Linked DNA regions of Mus musculus: regions 1 and 3 are each linked to region 2. A link is a contact called in public promoter capture Hi-C data. All regions are on one chromosome and are shown on one strand. The core of a region is the stretch at or near the end of the contact, and the rest is flanking DNA. Distances in the headings are between cores, read along the strand shown.

Region 1 (4,504 bases), core at 997-3,496, 1.1 Mb after region 2:
ACCGGAGGATCCAGCAATACCTCTCCTGGGCATATATCCAGAAGATGTCCCAACTGGTAAGAAGGACACATGCTCCACTATGTTCACAGCAGCCTTATTTATAATAGCCAGAAGCTGGAAAGAACCCAGATGCCCCTCAACAGAGGAATGGATACAGAAAATGTGGTACATCTACACAATGGAGTACTACTCAGCTATTAAAAAGAATGAATTTATGAAATTCCTAGCCAAATGGATGGACCTGGAGGGCATCATCCTGAGTGAGGTAACACATTCACAAAGGAACTCACACAATATGTACTCACTGATAAGTGGATATTAGCCCAAAACCTAGGATACCCAAGATATAAGATACAATTTGCTAAACACATGAAACTCAAGAAAAATGAAGACTGAAGTGTGGACACTATGCCCCTCCTTAGAAGTGGGAACAAAACACCCTTGGAAGGAGTTACAGAGACAAAGTTTGGAACTGAGATGAAAGGATGGTCCATGTAGAGACTTCCATATCCAGGGATCCACCCCATAATCAGCATCCAAACGCTGACACCATTGCATACACTAGCAAGATTTTATCGAAAGGACCCAGATGTAGCTGTCTCTTATGAGACTATGCCGGGGCCTAGCAAACACAGAAGTGGATGCTCACAGTCAGCTAATGGATGGATCACAGGGCCCCCAATGGAGGAGCTAGAGAAAGTAGCCAAGGAGCTAAAGGGATCTGCAACCCTATAGATGGAACAACATTATGAACTAACCAGTACCCCGGAGCTCTTGACTCTAGCTGCATATGTATCAAAAGATGGCCTAGACGGCCATCACTGGAAAGAGAGGCCCATTGGACTTGCAAACTTTATATGCCCCAGTACAGGGGAACGCCAGGGCCAAAAAGGGGGAGTGGGTGGGTAGGGGATTGGGGGTGGGTGGGTATGGGGGACTTTTGGTATAGCATTGGAAATGTAAATGAGCTAAATACCTAATAAAAATGGAAAAAAAAAGCACACACACAAAAAAAGATTCTTATCAGTGCTGTTCGGAGAGCTTAATCATTGTCCTTAAAAATAACAGAGGAATATGTGATAATGCCACAAAAGTCCTTGGTTATGCAAATTTGTGTTCTTTCTAAACCCATTTGCTATATTATGTTACATGGTTCATACCACTTTATAAATCACTGTAAGAATAAGAAACCTGACAAGTATGTTTAAGGTCATCCTACCTCCCTTGGTCTCAGCATTACAACCAGTAAGTAGCCAAGTTTGTGAATTTTACTTAGCAAGCATTTTTAGAACAAATGCATCCTGAACCTCGACTTTTATTTTAAGAGTTCATGTTCATATAAAACACTTTGATCATGGTTTTCTCTTTCCCCAGAATCCTTCCTTAGCCTTCCGACCTCCCCACTCATTCAATTTTGTTCTCTCTCTCTCTCTCTCTCTCTCTCTCTCTCTCTCTCTCTCTCTCTCTCTCTCCCCCTCCTTCTCTTTCTCTCCCTCCCTCTTTCCCTCTCCCTCCTGCTCTCCCTTGTCTCAAAACAAAACAAAAACAGTGAGACACAAAAATCAAAACAAATAAATGACTGTCAAGGCAAAAAAAAAAAATCAAACACAACAAAACAACAACAAAAAACCCTAACAACAACAACAACAACAAAAAGAATCAAAGTAAAGAAAAAAAAATAGCATTGTGTGGGCCAGCTACACTGGAGCCTGGAGCCTGCCTTGCAGTTTGGAATTTGGTGGTCAGAGTCTCACTTAACCCACATCACTTAAGCTTTATTTTAAAGTAGATGGGAATTAACAAAGAGACTCACAACTGTAGAGTGAAGAGAACAAGAAAATTTCCTAACTGGGATATGTTAGCCAAGTCCCTCCTCCCAAGGCTCAGGGACCTCTGTGGAAAGCAGGGCAGAAAGATTATAAGAAGCAGAAGTGCTGGATGACTACAAGAAAATTGTCTTCCAGACACATATAAACTCACAGAGGCTATGGCAACGTGCATAAGACCTGCACAAATTCAATGGAGTCCCAGCAGTGAGAGGGAGATACTCACTGTCAAAGGGAAAATCAGTGCCATTGAGCTTATCAACCACAAAACCTTTCATTTAAAAGGAGAATGCACAGATTGCCAATGCCTTGTGAGATGGAGATGCAGTCATACCTTATTCAGACAATACTGCTTAAGAGGATCCTTTTCAGGCTCCTATTCAGCTACTCCGGCTCTCAGACATGGTCCACTGGGACAGGCTATAGCCTGAGCTGGCAGCTGAACTTGGTGGTGTCCACATGGTGCAGAGTTGGCAGGGTTATACAATGCAATGTTGGCAGAGAAATGGAAGCTTGTGCCAAGAGTTCAGAAAAGAAACGTTAATGAGGCCAAGCAATGTGTACTAGGAAAAGATCCCCTTAGAAGCTGATGTGTGAAGCTATGACGATGAAGCTCACATTTCCTTGGAGATCCCAGGATGGTAACAAAGTCAGAAACACTGAATGAATGCCAAGGAGAGCTATAGGTTCATGGTGAAGCTGGCCCATGAGAGAGGCCACACACATTTCACATGGTGGGGCCTCAGAGTTAAGGTTATCAAGCCAAACAGAGATCAGGTGATGTCTTGAGTAACCAAGATACTGGACTTGGAGAAGCAGATTTAACATTTACCTTGCTGTCTTTTGAACTTGGTTTTAGTCATTGTCTTTGTTAGCCTCTGTTTCTCTGTAATTGGAATGGGATTGTTAGTTTTGGAACAATTTATCTTTTTTTTTTCTTTTTAAATTTCACAGGCTTCACAATTAAGGTTGTTTTCTTCTTCTTGTTGTTTTGTTGCTTTTTTAATCAAAGAAAATACTTTGGATTTCGATTTGGAATGTTGGAAACATTCAAGAGGTAGGAATTCTGTAAGTTGGAATGAGTGAATATTCTATTAGACACACATGAACCTATGAGGGAGGAAAGTGGTATGGTTTGGGTACAGAAGTCCTTCAGCAACTCACATTGAACTCTTGGACTCTAGGTATAGTACTATTTTGGGAAGTTCTAAAACTTTAGGATAATGGTCTGTCTGGTTGATGGGCTTCTGTTATGGCAGGCTCATAGGCTGCCCTCTTACAGGCTAGCTCTCTTTTTCCTTGCCTGCTCACATCTAACAAGCTGAGTTTCAAGCTCTCACAATCATAGACAGTGCCTACATACTCCTAACATGTCAGAATGGATCCCTTTAAACCATGAGTCTAATTAACTTCTCTGTTAAAACAGAAAAGTTCTATGTTGGAAGAGGAAGTGGATGAGGATTAGGAGGAAGAGAAAGAAAGAAAGAAAGAAAGAAAGAAAGAAAGAAAGAAAGAAAGAAAGAAAGAAAGAAAGAAAGGGAAAGGAAAGGAAAGGAAAGGAAAGGAAAGGAAAGGAAAGGAAAGGAAAGGAAAGGAAAGGAAAGGAAAGGAAAGGAAAGGAAAGGAAAGGAAAGGAAAGGAAAGGAAAAGAAGGAAAGAAGGAAGAAAAGACACTAAGCAGTGAAGTGAAAGAATAAGGGGTTGTCACTAAATAGAAGGTGAAATGAAAGCACATACAGTGTTAGAGTTGGGGCTGGTGAAACCAAAGCCACACATACTGGTAGCACACCAGGCATTGCCAATCATAGTAGAGGTGGAGTAGATCTTATGGATATAAGTGAGCATTCCAGAATGATAAGTGATTATATTATAAAGTGAAACACTAATGTTTGATTCAAAAGCAGTCAGCAATCCATAGTTAATGGCAGGGACTAAATTAGAGCCACAATTACAGAAGACAGAGCACAGATGAAGGTAAATAGGAACACATGACATCAAGAAAAGTTTAGGCTAAAATGGCGTGATCTATTACCCACTGCCATCAACACTGCAGTGCCCTCCTCTGCCCCATCTCTTACCAATTACCAGCCCTAGTTTTAACTGCCATCCTTCTGCACTTGGTTTTGTTGAGGGGGGATGGACTGTGATGAAGATTTTGCGTATCTTCTGAGTCCACTTTGTTATCTGTAGTATAGGATAAGTACAGGGAGATTAAAGCATCTCTATCTTTCTTAAGTTCCTAACAATGTGAGACCATCCCCCAACCTGGTGAATGAGATTCTGCAGTGTGGGGCACTTTCCCTGGCTGGCAGAATTTCTCCATCAGAATTTTTAGGCTTCAGTGTATCTAGTGCGAAAACACAATCTCTATTGCATCTTTCTCTTCCTTGATGAACTTATTTCTCTTGTAAAATCCTTTCCTTAGGATTCTGATTTAATCAGAAAGAGATTTCCTTGATGTAATCTGAAATGATATATATTTATACGTGTGAGTTGAAAAAGCACAACTTGAAAAGCAAATAAGGAACTTGAAAGAGAGGTCTCTCAGTAGGACATGTATCCACTGGAGAATAACAAGCAAGGTTCACAGAACAAGTCCATTGTCATTCAACAGACATTTATTGAAATCCACAATGTGCCCGGAATAGCAAGGTGGAAGAGACAAGAAAATAAAGTAC
Region 2 (4,510 bases), core at 2-2,501:
TCGGTTTTGATCCACAGGTATTTCAGTAAATTATAGAAAATGAAAGATGAGATTTTATATGTTCAAAATCAAGCCATTTCTTTTTAATGCCATAAAGTAATATGTTCCTAAATCACATACCCGGAATTTGATGCTAATTTTAAGAATCTAGACTATTAGACAGCCCAGAACCTTGTTTCAGTAGGAATTTCTTTCTCAAATATCCAATATTTGAAGTTTAGGTGAAATTTTAAGCTTTCTTTTTTTAACATAGGCAGAATCATATAAATCAATGAAATAAACGCAGGAAGGAAATGTTTCCATTTTTTATAGGACAACTTAGCTTGCAACTCCGCCTAATCATGTTGACGTGTTACAAAGCCACTAATGTCAAAATTTTTTAGAGACTAGGCTAAGCAATGTCTAAGTGGCTAGTGGCACCTCTAAGAGATCCTTTCTGAAACCTGGGTAAAACCAGTTTGGGTTTTAACTGTCACAATTTAGATGCAGAAAGAACCCAGTAGGTGAGGATGTGAGCCTTGCTCACAGTTGGAGCAGAAACTGGTAGAGGTCCGGAAGACCATTCCAGTGAGGTCTTCCCAATCAACTGGTCTACAGAAAAGGGCAATGGTTGGTTCCTTCCTTAGAACCACAGCTCCCGTTGTTACTGGACCAGACTGCAAAGACTGCTGTTGTAACTAGTTGTGGCCACCGGACCAGACAGAAATACTTGTGAAGTATGCAATTGCAGAGAAGTTAAAAGTTACCTGTACTTGGGTTAAATATTAAAGGGCCTTATGGAGGAAGTGGCGTTTGAGGGAATTACAGATTTAGGATAAATCTGTGTCAGATGTCTTCACAAGGACGCTCGATCATTATACATTATAGTCGTGTGTGTGTGTGTGTGTGTGTGTGTATGTGTGTGCGCGCGCGCGCGCGTGTGTGTACACTCCCTCCTTCCGGCTTGGATGTTCCTTTAGAAATTTCTGGAGGTATGCATGCAACCAAGTGCTACATTAATGTAATCAAAGTCTGACCGCAGACACTGACAGTGTGTGAGTGGGTGCGTGGTGGTGAATTCCTGGGGCTTCTAAGGTCCTTGTCTTGATGGTCTTCGGCCTCTGAGGGCTTGTGGAGCAAAGTGGAGAGGTAGGTGGCCCCAGGAATGCAGAAGAGGGTGGGACTTGATGCCACTTGAGGCCGACCGCGGGGAGGCAGTGCGGGCTCCGGGCGGCAGGGGGCGCCGTCGAGCGGCCGCGCCGGGCCCAGCACCGACCCTGCGGTTCTCGCAGACCGTCCGCCATGCGCGCGCTGCTGCCGCTGCTGAGCGTCGGCCGAGGGTGGCGCGTGGGGGCCGCCGCCCGCCCTCCGCGCCGCGTCATGTCCCTGTACCGCACGGAGGAGCTGGGCCATCCCCGCTCGCAGGACTACCGCCTGTTCTTCAGTAAGTCGTTCGCCCAGCTCCGCGCCGGCCGGCGGAGGGGCCGCGGCGCCGTGCCCTGCCCTGCCTTGCTCTGCCCGGCCGGGTCCGCAGCCCGCGCCCAAGCCCGCTGCGGAGGGGACCGGTCTCGGTGCGCAGGGTGGCGCGGGGCCAACCGCCCTCTGCAGCGACCGCAGCCGGCCCGCGGCGCTGAGCTCCTCCCGCTGACCTCCGCGCCGTGGCCCGCCGCTCGCCCGCGCCGCCTCCTGGGCGCTGCTAAGCCCATCCGCCTCCGTACGGCCGCAGAACTTTGGGGACCGGGGTCTTCACTCCGAAAGCGAGTTTGCCTGCGACCGCGACCTTGCTGTCAGCGCAGGCGTACAGGCAGGGAGGAAGTGGGAGGAGAATGTGAGCCAGGCGCTGGGATAGGCTTGTGTGCACAACGCCATCACGAAACCTTTTGTTTGGTAAGGTTAACTTAAAAACAGCAACAGTCAACTGAGTTTTTAACCTAAAAGTTTGCACCCTGAATGCCATCCACAAGCAGGAGATTGGCCGGCGTTCTGGCGAGAATGTGGTGCCTTTTCTTGCCCTGTACGTTGAGCAAAACCTAGAAAGAGGGCCGTCTGGGCTGCCCTGGGCTGACGCCAAAGACAGAAAAGCTCCTGGCCACTTTCCTTTTTCTTTTCACTCTGTAGGTCTCGTTAACAATCGCGTGAAAATAGCCACGTAGATGGGTTGCTTTCAGGCCTCCTTTACTTAATACCAGGTAGCGGAGCGGTTGCAATGTCAAGGCTTGTGCACACCTCTTAGGAGGTTCCGCCCTGAAGAGGTGAAGCTAAATCTTGTTCCGAGACCCCCATGCTGGATGAGTGTCTTAACTTGCTAAGTATTAGAATTTTTTTCCCCTATAAGATAGGGCTGCAGAAGCGGCTATGTATGTTCAAAGAAGTCACCGGACTTATAGTATAACTTGAAATCATTAATAACTGTACTTTGATTTTTACAGTTACTTTTCTGGAGCTGAAGGTTGAAGATTATTTTGTGATAAAGGAGCAAACCTAGCTTAAACTCTTTTTTTTTTTTTTTTTTTGTATTATTTTGAGACAGGGCCTCACTGGGCAGCCCTGGGCAGCTTGGAACTCACAGTAGTACACCTCCCTCTGTCTCCTGGATTGAACACATGGGGCACTTCGAATGGCAAACTCTTGTCATTGTAATAAATCTTATAATAAATAGTTTCTTCACAATTAGTTTCTGTTTGCTCCTCTACAAGAGACCCTGTCTTGTTTCTTGTTGAGGCGAGATGGATTTAGGTCTTTTAAAAGAGGGTGTGTACACAACCGGATCCTGGGTAGACAACAGTCTCCAAACAAGAGCAACCATAAAAATAAAACAACAGAAGGAAGGGAAGCCCTTAATATGTGTGCTCATTTCTGAATGGGTTATATTCCCAAAGTTACAATGTAACAGCCACTGGGAGTGTTTTCCAGAAGAGATGCTGTTATATAATGGCAGAAAGCCCAAGCAGAAAAGCCTGTGGGTATAATACGGTGGACGTGTCTTGGGTTTTCAATAAGTGCAGTAATATGTCATGAATGTCTCCTATCAGAAACACAGTAGTCTTTCTACGGTGACAGAATTAATGGAATAACAGTAAATTGAGACGCTGCATGGGGTTTATGGAGCCCCACTTTACCCCTGACTACTGGCGCAGGCAAACACAGGTTCTTTGTGCACAGGTGCATGCCAGCAGTATGACGTCTTGATCCTTGGGTGCTGTTTATTGTATTTTTTGAGGCAGAGCGTGTCACTGATCTGGAGGTAGGTGAGGCTAGATGGCCAGGGGCCACCGAGATCTGTTGGTCTCTGCCTCCCCAGGACTGGGACAATAAGCATGCACCATCCTGCTTGGTTTTGTTACCTGGGTTCTGGGGAGCAAACTCACATCCTACTGCTTGCTTGCACAGCCAAGGGTTTTGCCAATTTAGTTATCTCCCCAGCTCAAACCAGGCTCTCGATTCCAATCTTAGTTACTGCTAACTCCAAGGTCACGCATACACACCCTGTGGTAAATACATCTCTATGTGTAGGTTACAGAATGGCTGCAGAAGAGTTAAAAGAGGCTGTAGCTGTTTTAGGGCTTCCCAGTGTCTATACAAAAAGGCAGAAACTGGCTGTTGCAGATGCAGAGAGAATCACTGCAGGTGTTTGTTCAAGGTGCTGGGAAATCAGATAAGTCAGAGGTTTGAACCAGGCCGAGAGCCACGGGGTCAGAGTTGAGCTGAGCTTCGTGGTTAAGTCAGGTTGTCCATGTGAAGGGTTGAGAGGGAGTGGGCCAGAAGAATTCTAGGAGGCTGCACCTGAAGCCCCAGGGACAGTGGGAGCTGTCTGTCTCCTGGTCAGGAGTGCTGGAAGGGAGCCCTGGATCCTCATCTCTTCTGACTTCTGTTCTGGAAGCCACCTATGAAGGAAGGTGTGATTGAAAGTCTGGTCCGGACATTAATCCATTCTGGATCTCTAGGTTTTCATTAAAAACAAAACAAAAATGAGTTATTTCTATTTCCCATTCTCTTCCCATCTTCTAAGAGATTAGAGACTGTTGGGGGGGGAACGGGAGGGGGAATGTCATTCTTCAAGGCCATTGAGGATGGATATACAGCTCTGTAGGGGCTCAATGAGGAAAAGCAATTTCCTCCTATCCAAAAGAATGAACCTTTGGCCCTGGGTGGAGATAAGACCTGCTGGTGTTCTCCAAAGATTAGAACATTATGTCAACTCCCATAAGAGTTAATCCATCTGGGCCTGTCAGTCACCTCGCCGAGACTGGCTGTCAGGGAGGCTGATGCGCCTAGCGCTATGCTAAGGAGATGGGAGGAATAATTATGCCCTTTATGTGTAATAAGGCTATTGTACTTATCCTTCCCAGACACCCTCACTCAGCATCGAAGCTTACAGAGCACTGCTGAGCCTGCCCACTTTTCTGAGTTACTTGGAAAACAGAGTTATTTCTTTTTTCCAGACTTTCTGAAGCTATCCCTCCCCCTCTCACCACGTGGCTGCTCACCAGCTATGGCTTTCTCTCTTCCTCTTCCCAGTCTTCTCCCAGGG
Region 3 (4,408 bases), core at 1,152-3,651, 1.0 Mb after region 2:
TTGAAATTTAATATGTTATTTAAAAATTTAGACAGATTTCTATAATACCACCACTAATCATTTGTTCTTTCAAAACACAAACGTATTTTGAACCTTTATTCTAAGGATTTGTGGAGTGACTTAAATGAGTTCAAATAATCAGTATTTTTAGAGACTAACTCAAAAAGCCCCTGAGCTATAATTGTGAACTACCTTCAAGATGTTCCTACGGATGCAATAGTGGTACAGATGCTGTTGGGTTAACTTTTTAAAAATTGAATTTAAGGCCTTCTGCACGAGATGGAACCTATTCCTGACATTGTTAATGAGGCCAAGAACATGAGACTAGAGAGGTGACAGGCCTAGAGGAAAACCTATGAGTATTATCTGCTTAATGAACATAGAAATGAAATTACTCCTAATGACATATTGTTGTACACATAAACTAGTGCATCACTTAACTCCTATTAGAAAAGCTTTTGGGCAGTAGGTGGTAATTAACACAGACACCCACAATGTGCAGACAGTACCAGACTTTGGAGCACTCAGCCCTGTTCTTATCTTGACTCTCCCCTCAAGGATCAGAGGTCTATGCAGATGAAGGGGCATAAAGATCATATGAGCCAGAGGTGGTGGATGAGTTTAAGGAAATAGCATTTCCAGACTCAAGAGGGTAGATGTGCCAGAGAGACTGTGACACCATCACATGATCTACACAAGTTCAAGCCAGATTAAACTCACCACAAAGAAGATGAGATAGGCACAGAATCCTACCTCTAGCCAAGAAACTATTTGCAAAATGATAGCTGCCGGGAAAGGAAAAGACAATTTTTGTCGCGCCCGCTCTCGACCAGCAAGAACGACGTGACCACCAGTCCTTCTAACAGCAGTTTATTCAGTCCTGATTCTTCTTGTTTATATCTCCCCCGAACCCTGGGCCTCTCACTCCTTTTATACTCTCTCTCATCCACGAACCGCAGGCCACGCCCCCTCGCCAGTCACGAGGCTTCAGCTAATCAGGGCAGCAGGGGCAAATCTCCACCAAATTGGATTCACCTGTATCCTGGTACACCTGCGCAGCACTCAAGATGTTTGTGTCTTATATGAGGAAGTCAGGTGCAAGTCATATGACTTAGCTGCAGTCCCTGGCGCCTTTGGGACTGCCGCCACACCCGCTCCCCACAAATTTTATCAATGGAATGATATTGAGTATATCAACCACACTGTACAACAGGTCCCATATGCAGGAGTAGTTGACCAACACAAATTATACTTCATGTCATGTTTTTTTTAATGCCTTTCCCTTTTCCCTTCTTTTTCCTTTCCTTTCCTTTCCTTTCCTTTCCTTTCCTTTCCTTTCCTTTCCTTTCCTTCCCTTCCCTTCCCTTCCCTTCCCTTCCCTTCCCTTCCCTTCCCTTCCCTTCCCTTCCCTTCCCTTCCCTTCCCTTCCCTTCCCTTCCCTTCCCTTCCCTTCCCTTCCCTTCCCTTCCCTTCCCTTCCCTTCCCTTCCCTTCCCTTCCCTTCCCTTCCCTTCCCTTCCCTTCCCTTCCCTTTCCTTCATTCCTTCTTCTTGTTCTCTCTCCCTCTCCCTCTCCCTCTCCCTCTCCCTCTCCCTCTCCCTCTCCCTCTCCCTCTCCCTCTCCCTCTCCCTCTCCCTCTCCCTCTCCCTCTCCCCCCCCCCTTCCCTTCTTTAGATAAAGAACACAATATAAAGTTGGGTAGCAAGGCAAGAGAATCAGGGAGGAGTTGGGAAACCAGAAAGATTATGATAAAATGTATTATATAAGCTTCCCCAAGAAAAAATAAAAAAGCAATTTTTAAAGAAATTTAAAAGTATATGAAATTGAAACAGAAAACTTGTATGTAGGGAGATAGGAGCAGAAATGGGAAGTGAATTTAATAAGAACATATTATATTCATGTATAAAATTCTCAAACCAATAAACTATTAGTATTTGATATATGTATTGATGAAAGCAAAATTAAGTTCATAATTGTTTGGAATGATTCTAATTTATTTAAACAAAGGAAAACATGATACCTATAGGCACAACTATTCTGTATTCATATTTCTAAACTAAAGATAATCACACATATGAGTATACAAACATGCATAAAACCAACTAAATATGTGAGAAGGGAAGGCAGGAGAACTTGATCTGGGTATACATATGAAAAAAATTGACTGGGCTGGCTTCTAATTCTCTAGGTATCAATATATTCTTTCTATGTGAAAAACCATGCAACAATCCAATTTTCTTTCACCAATTTTAACAGTAAAATAAATATATTAAGTAAGTGTTGAAGTGTTTGCTTTAATCTTCTACTCGAATGTCCTTGTGAATCAGTTGTTCCCCCTTTCACTCTCTAGGCAGTCCCTCAGAGAGTATTGTCAGCTTAACTGGAAATACTATCCAGACTCTGAATAATTTTCACCATCTCCATGGCTACCACTCTTAATTGACCCACTGACACTCTACTTTAGCCCAGACTTGTGCAATAACCCTATACTTCCTTGACCTACCTTTCTGTATAACCATGTGTAGCATACACAGTGTAGCTCTGCAGGCAGCTCAGGTCATGGTTAGCACTCCATTCTCTAGCTCAGGCCTCCCTTCTTGTGCACAGGAAGCTTCAAGGTCTTTACAATTTCCACATGGCTCTTCTTGATCTCTTTTTGCTTTCCTGAAAATTCTTCCTCTACTTACACCATATCTATCCTCTTCTTGCCATTTTGATATCCTCATTCATTCTAGACCACACTGGGTCTACTTCAACTTTAAGCTTTCTGCACACCCTGTTCCTTTCCTTATACTAATACTCACATCTCTCGTGTCCTAATTCTTTGTTTCCATGTTTTCTTCTTAACAAAGCTTTCACATGTCCCTACTTAATTTAAACAGCACCAGTATAACTAGGCACGTATAGGCAGCAGCAACCAGATTTGGGAGCTGATGACTGAATAAGACATGAAGTTGGGAAGGAAACATTTTAAGAGGAGGGAGGGGAATTTGAGAGGGAAATAGGTGAATATATATGATCATATTTCATCATATACATGTATGAAATTCTGAAGAATGATAAAAACTCAAGAAATCAAAATAAAATGTAGACTTAAGTTAATAAAGATAAGCATTACTACCCACCTATGAGCATTTATTCTTTTATGTGCCTGCAAATTATAATCTACAGTGTTATTTTACTTTTTATTCATTTTTGCATATTGCTTGTTTCCCACCATAGAATGTAAGTATTGTGAAGCCAGGGCTTTTGGTTTGTTTCATATTTGTTTGGAACAAATTAATTGCTTAATGCATGTCTGTGGAATAATAATGAGTGAATGATAATAATGAATGTCTGTGGAGTATTCCATGGGTAACTATAGCAGAAGGGAACCTTCCTAAATGAACATGCCTGACACACAACTCAGTGATGTTTGCTGTAGTAATGAGCTTAATAAATGCTTGTCTCAAAGTGTTTTCTGCAAAGACCTGTGATTGTTGCAATATCATTCTTAAATAAATTTTCTAAAAAAGAAATGCTTATGTGCAATGCAGGTTTACTATTTCCAGCATTTCCGTAAATGGGCCTGGTATAGCCTGAATCAGGTCATATCAGAAGGACTGGCACGTGACTAATGACCTTTGGTTGTTGTTTGGAAGTAAACCAAAGTATGGAGCTCTGATGGCCTGTTCTGCTGCTGGGATTTTCTTTCTCTTGGATCTAGGAAACAGGGATACTGGCACAGGTGCCTCCCCAAGGCTGCCATGTTAAGCTGACTCACTTCACAAGCTCTCGGAGATGGAAGTGTAATTGTGTGGAAGGTGAATTGATTGCAATTAACCCCCAGACTTCCCCTCAGGCTGGGATATTCTGCTTCCTTTGCTAGGAACGTGTCACCGTTGCCATAATACATAGCTGATGAAAACATATATCATATAGTGAAACACATATATTATAGGATAAAGTACATAAATCATGTAGAAAAACATGCATTATACTGAGATGATCAAATTATAAATGAAGCTCATAAGTCATAGCATTACACTGTTGAATTGTATCAGGAAACATAAATTATAGAGTGAAATCGCAGGGTCGCTGGAGAGTTCACTGAATAATGAAATGAGCGCCTATAACTTAAGAGGGAGTGGAATATCTCAGTGAAAATCCTATTGCGTATCACATTGAATAGTCCAGTTAATCCAGCTTTATCTCTTACACCTCTACATCCAAGGATTGCACTGTACAACATGGGAGAGGGGAAACAAACAAAACACCTACAAATGAAAGACTGAATAATGAAGTGCTGTAAGTAAATATGAGAAAATAGAAGGTTTCAAATACAATGCACATCTGTTGTCAGGTTTTCAGGTGGAAGGCAAGGGTAGAGTGGCTCACCAACCAGCTGTAAACTACAGGAAATGCCTCCT

The links. Promoter capture Hi-C pulls out the DNA fragments that hold promoters and counts their contacts.
Region 1: a contact with region 2 is called in a promoter capture Hi-C map of the 3T3-L1 cell line, with 7 times the contacts expected there. The contact joins the enhancer-like site here to the promoter of Ppa2 in region 2. A contact is called at or near these places in 5 of 39 promoter capture datasets (the 3T3-L1 cell line, the C10 cell line, the HPC-7 cell line and 1 more) and 1 of 115 datasets of contacts at active chromatin or transcription factors (astrocytes).
Region 3: a contact with region 2 is called in a promoter capture Hi-C map of second pharyngeal arch cranial neural crest, with 6 times the contacts expected there. The contact joins the enhancer-like site here to the promoter of Ppa2 in region 2. A contact is called at or near these places in 11 of 39 promoter capture datasets (the 3T3-L1 cell line, the C10 cell line, the HPC-7 cell line and 6 more), 1 of 484 Hi-C or Micro-C datasets (the HPC-7 cell line) and 1 of 115 datasets of contacts at active chromatin or transcription factors (astrocytes).

The regions. Positions count from the first base shown.
Region 1 is chr3:134,388,850-134,393,353 of GRCm38.p6, forward strand. No RefSeq gene overlaps it. Among named protein-coding and RNA genes, the nearest start is that of 4930539C22Rik, 33 kb to the right of the region's middle. Within about 2 kb of position 2,247, at least 25 of the 459 cell types and tissues checked have an H3K27ac peak or open chromatin away from gene starts, as enhancers often do.
Region 2 is chr3:133,308,859-133,313,368 of GRCm38.p6, forward strand. It overlaps Ppa2 (pyrophosphatase (inorganic) 2), which reads left to right and starts at 1,252. Exons shown (of 12, transcript NM_146141.2): 1 at 1,252-1,423. The coding sequence starts at 1,282.
Region 3 is chr3:134,311,915-134,316,322 of GRCm38.p6, forward strand. No RefSeq gene overlaps it. Among named protein-coding and RNA genes, the nearest start is that of Mir1895, 74 kb to the left of the region's middle. Within about 2 kb of position 2,402, at least 4 of the 459 cell types and tissues checked have an H3K27ac peak or open chromatin away from gene starts, as enhancers often do. A contact at or near this core is called in second pharyngeal arch cranial neural crest, where this site is marked.